Linked DNA regions of Ovis aries: region 1 is linked to region 2. Evidence: chromatin contacts called from public Hi-C data. All regions are on one chromosome and are shown on one strand. Each heading gives the region's core, a stretch centred on a gene start, on an enhancer-like site or on the middle of the called end of the contact. The rest is flanking DNA. Distances are from core to core; before and after follow the strand shown.

The links. Hi-C and Micro-C count contacts between places; a contact is called where the count stands out from the background.
Region 1: a Hi-C map of blood shows a contact between it and region 2, with 1.8 times the contacts expected there. The contact joins two enhancer-like sites. A contact is called at or near these places in 3 of 16 Hi-C or Micro-C datasets (blood and omental adipose tissue).

Annotation. Positions count from the first base shown.
Region 1 is chr1:97,557,986-97,560,685 of ARS-UI_Ramb_v3.0, forward strand. No RefSeq gene overlaps it. Among named protein-coding and RNA genes, the nearest start is that of SEC22B, 29 kb to the right of the region's middle. Within about 2 kb of position 1,281, at least 7 of the 54 cell types and tissues checked have an H3K27ac peak or open chromatin away from gene starts, as enhancers often do.
Region 2 is chr1:97,514,656-97,517,355 of ARS-UI_Ramb_v3.0, forward strand. No RefSeq gene overlaps it. Among named protein-coding and RNA genes, the nearest start is that of NOTCH2, 13 kb to the left of the region's middle. Within about 2 kb of position 1,271, at least 2 of the 54 cell types and tissues checked have an H3K27ac peak or open chromatin away from gene starts, as enhancers often do.

The DNA of each region.
Region 1 (2,700 bases), core at 31-2,530, 43 kb after region 2:
GCGTTTCCTTTTTTTAAAAAATAAAACAATAGACATTTATTTTCTTATAGTTTCAGTGGGTTTAGCTGGGGTTTTGGGGGGCTCAGGAGTTTTTTTATTTTGATGAGTTTTATCCAGATACTGACTGCAATCATTTGAAAGCTTGATTGGGGATGGAGAATTAAAGGTAGCCCAGTCACATGGCTAGCAAGCCACATGGTGCTGGCCACTGGTGGGAGGCCTCCCTTATGCTCATGTGGTCCTCTTGGCAGAGCTGCCTGAATGTCCTCATGGCATGACAGCTAACTTCCCCAGAAAGGTGAGCCCAGAGAACAAGGCAGATGCCACAGAGACTTTTACGACCTATCCTCAGAAGTTGTATATAGTTGTCTTCACTAACTGGCCACACAGTTCAGCTCTGATTCGGTGCGGGGAGACTACCTGGGGTATACACAGAGGCAAGGATCACTGAGGGTCTCCCTGGAGGCTGGCTACCACAGGGTTGCTGTTGTGGGATAGTCACTAAGTCATACGTGACTCTTTTGTGACCCCATGGACTGTAGCCTGCCAGGCTCCTCTGTTCATGGGATTTCCCAGGCAAGAGTACTGGAGTGGGTTGCCATTTCCCTCTCCATAGCGTCTCCTTTGGTAGCAAAGGCAACAAACATAAATAACCAGGGCAGGCATGGGCTAATTCATAAAGTAGGGGGAATACATCTGTGATGTTCTCTCCTCCTTCCCTTCTCTTTCTCCCGCCATCGAAGTCAGGAGAGAATCTGAAAATAGTCATTTATACCTTGACATGAATTTAAAGCTCTCTGATGGCATCTCACAAGGGCCTTGTCTTCAGCTATAAAATAAAATAGTACTGGCCAGTACTTAAGCAGCTTTTAAGGCAGGTAGGAAAGATATTTCAGGGAACATGGGAACCTACATCTGGGAATCACTCAAGTAGACAGCTCCTTTGAAACACTCATATACCAGGGCTCTTTCTGCTTATAGAGCTGGACCCTATGGACAGTTTGAGACAAATGGTCCACAGCCATTCATCTGAGGGGCTTTCCCCTAACCCCTACTTCTCTGGTGGCTATTCTGCCATCACCCACTTTCCTAGGCCAGAACTTGGTGACATCCATGTAACCCAGGAAGGCTGGATCACGGGAAGTGGAGAGCAGGCTGTGCTGATGATTTATTAAACTCTGTGGCTTCTTACTCCTCCACAAGACTCCCCATCAGAGGGTGCGGCTTGGGTCATGCTGGGCACTCAGCAGCTTTGTGGTGGGTATCGGTTTGTGCTTCCTCTCCCTTGCTTTCGATTCAGTGCTTTCCTGTTGCAGTCTGAGCAGTTCTATTTAACCACAGCCCCACAGCAGCTACCACTGCATGCAAACTGGATCCAACGAAGGGCAAGTGTAGGCTAACCAGAGGGGAAGGGCTGAGAGGTAAGACAGGAGAGCAGTAGAAGCCAACTGGAAATGAACAAAAAATTCCAAAGACAGAATGTCATGATGAATAATAATCAAGGAAACATCCCAGTAATTTAAAAAATATGTTCCAGTTTATATTCAGTTATGGTAAAAGTCAATCCTGATCTAAGTTAATTAGTTCAAATACATTTTTCATTAGAACATATCCTTGGATGGTATTTTTCAGAGAAATAAGAAATATATCAGCTGGGATAAGATTAATTTGGGTTTTAATTCGAGTTAATTTAGAATTGTGTCCAAATTCAATTATGACTGAGGAATCAGAGAAATGACAATTTGGGGGTAGAATTTAGACTAGGTATGTTTGATGTTGATGTTGACTAGGTATGGTTCTGATACAGCATTCCAGGCAAAGGAAAGAGTATTTGTGAAGGTCAAGAAGCAAGAGGAAGTGGTACGTATTTGAAACACTGGAATCCAGTGGGAGTGGAACACAGACAGCAGGTAGGCAGGTTGCCGATCATGAAGAGCTTATAAGCCACGCTAAGGAGTTGGAGCTCTAGCCTAAGGACAGTGGGAAGCAAGTAAACGATTTTAAGCAAAGGAGGTGAATTTATCAGAATTACATTTATTAAAAACTTTCTGGTGACTGGTAACAGTGATCCAAGGGGAGAAAAACTAGAGGCAAGAAACTAGCAAAGAATTGCAGAAATCCAGAGGTGATCACTTAGGCCAGATAGGGATAAAGGTGAGTGGGTAAATCCAAAGGATTAGATTTTACTGGACTTGGTTATTGACGGAAGGTGGAGGGTGAGCAAGAGTAATCAAGGATGCACCCTAGGTTTCTGGCTAGAGCATCTGGGTGGATATTGTGACACATATTTAGATGTACTCTTGCCTGGAAAATCCCATGGAGGAAGGAGCCTGGTGGGCTGCAGACCATGGGGTTACTAAGAGTCCGGCACGACTGAGCGACTTCACTTTCACTTTTCACTTTCATGCATTGGGGAAGGAAATGGCAACCCACTCCAGTGTTCTTGCCTGGAGAATCCCAGGGACAGGGGACCCTGGTGGGCTGCCGTCTGTGGGGTCTCACAGCGTCGGACATGACTGAAGTGACTTAGCAGCAGCAGTAGCAGAGGGGGAATAGTTTGAAGGGAGTGTGCTAATATGGTTTCAGGAATTTCCAGGTAGAGAGATTCTCGAAGGCAGTTGAGTCTGGAGTTAGGAGAAGTAGAGATTTGTAAGTCATTGGCATAGAGATCTCAACAAAAGCCATGAGAGGGGATGTGAC
Region 2 (2,700 bases), core at 21-2,520:
CAGGCTATAGTCCATGGGGCTGCAGAGAGTCAGACACTACTGAATGACTGAGCGCTCTTCCACACAGGATTGCTGTGAGAATTCAATAAATCAGTGCACATGAGGGTTTAGAACTGGGCCAAGGGAATGGAAAATACTCAGTAGATATTTATTGTTATTCTTAACCCTTATCACAGCCCCACAACTTGAGGAACATCACCTCCATTTTAAACGCATGGAAGCAAATATTCAGGAAAATCAGCTCCAGAATCGCACAGCTGCTAAGTCACTTGGCTGACCAGAAGAGGAATCATGACTCAGACTCCAAGCCTGAAGGGTTTTTCATTAAAGCCCAGGCCTGAGTAGAAGACAGGTTAAACCTGGGAGGGAGAAAGAATGCTCTTTCAGGGATAAAAATTAGAACTTGTCCACTTGGTTTGTTCTGTTTGCATGTAGTAATGGAAAGACCCACCAACTAGGCAGTGCAAAAACAGCTTTCAGCACTGCCTAGCTGTGAGAACTTGGGGCAAATCTATCAAACATCCTGAAGCTGTTTACTCATCTGCAAAATGGACACAAAAACACCTGCTCTGAGATCTTCACGGGCGGTGGTCAGAGTGATGTGAGAAAGAGCCTGCAGCAGAGCGCTGTGAAACTGTCAAGTGCTTGACAGCTGTGGGCCGGTGTCTCTAAGGCTTTGTCTTTCCTGGGTCACGTCTGGCAGCTCTGCTAAAGTGAGCTCTGCAGGGAGCCCCCACTGCAGTCACTGGGCCTCGGCTGGAAGCCCTGTGGGTGCCCCACTGGCGGGCAGAGATTGGGCCCTTGTCCGCCTGGTTTCAGGGTGGGCAATCTGGGAGGTGACCTCAGTGTGGACGCAGCAGCTGCTGCTTATCTGTAGTCAGTCAGCGACCCGGACAGATGAGGTGTCCGTGGCGACCTTCCTGCCTCAGTGAGTGTGGGAACTCGGGGCTTCCCAGGGCCCAGGGGTGGGAATGTAAACGAAATGGCCCCCGCTGGAGACCAGGCTCGTGTCCTCCCTCCTCTGCCCTAACCCAGGAGGAGGCAGGAGAGATCGTGGAGTCTCCTCCACGAGGGTGCAGAGGGAAAAAGCTGGGGCTCTGGGATGCCAGGGTTGCTCCACCTCTTGGCACCATCCTGATGCCCCCAGACCCCAGAGGGGGATGCTTCCTGCCAAAAGTCCCACCACCACTACTGTTTGCTGTCAACAGGCAGGGTCAGAAATATAGCACCCCAGTGGAAACTCCTTCCCTCCCTCTTCCCCTTCGTGTTCTGTAGTCAGTCATCTGTGGAGAGCAGGCATCCTGATTCTTTCTAGCAAAAGGCAACCAACAAGAGGCTGAGAAATGGTTCCTTCTCAGCCCCCTTTCAACTGTCTGTAGAAGCTGTGGCCTAAGATGGGCTCTTCCCTGTGTGTGTTACTCTTGACTTTGCTTCACTTCTCCATGCCTTTCCTGTGTGTTGGAGTCCTCCTTCAATTCCTTCTAGTTGCCTGCTAGACATTGCCTCACACCTCCAGCAGCACTACCCAGAGCAGATCTGTGGCAAAATGGTAAAACATTTTAAGTTCATGCTGGCATCTTCTCACTTCTTTCTTAATCTTCTTCCTCTCCATCTTTCTATTGGCCAGCAGCTAGTCCGCATTTAACAAATGTGCCGGACGCCATAGGGGTGCTGCGGATACGCCAGCCAGCAAGTGGGATAAAGCTGATAATTTCTCATTGCTTCCATTCCAGCTGGGGAGAATATCAGACAAGTAGTCTCACAAGGGGCTTCCCCTGTAGCTCAGCAGTAAAGAATCTGCCTGCAATGCAGGAGACACAGGAGGCCTGGGTTCGATCCCTGGGTCGGGAAGCTCCCCTGGAGAAGGGAATGGCTACTCACTCCAGTTGCCTGGAGAATCCCATGGACAGAGGAGCCTGGCAGGCTATAGTCCATGGGGTTGCAAAGAGTCGGGCACCACTGAAACAGCTTAGCCCACAGCACACATACTCACACATACTCACAGCATACACGCTGTGGGGGCCTGTATGAGTAGGTGTGCAGGAAAGCTGCCACAAAGATCTGTTTGTGTTGAGCCTGGAAGCCTGGAGCACGACTCAGGTCAGGTGAAGGGGCTGGTGAGAAGAAGGAAGCAGAAGGGAAAGAGGACAAGATACATGCAGGCACTGCAGGAAGGCAGCATTTGCCAAACCAAAACTGAACAGCGCAGCCACTGTGGTACATGGCTGGTGCTCGACCGCCCCTTGAGCAGTGCTTCATCTCTAAACACTTCTGCCTACTCACCCACCATAAAACTGTCCTGCATGCTCTTCCTCTGAGGCTGGGCTTTTTTCCTCCCATGATTGCAGTGTCAACCGATAATTTCCTAAAATGGCCTTGGAGTCTGGAGACAGATTCTTAACTGAATTCCACCACTTAACCAGACAACCTGAACTTAGCCTCTCTGAGCTGTGGTTCCTCATCAGTGATATGGGCCAGCAATGTGCTACTAGAAATGTTTAATAGTGTTTACTCTGTGCCAGGCCCCAATGCTAAGTGGTTTATTGCATTTAATCCTCACAGACTTAATCCTCATGGAGTAGATAGTATTGTTTTTATCCCTTTCTACCTCTCAAAGGGGAGTCTGAATGTGACACTAATCATGGACGTGCTTTGTAACCATTAACCTGTGTCAGTCACTCAGTCGTGCCTGGCTCTGCG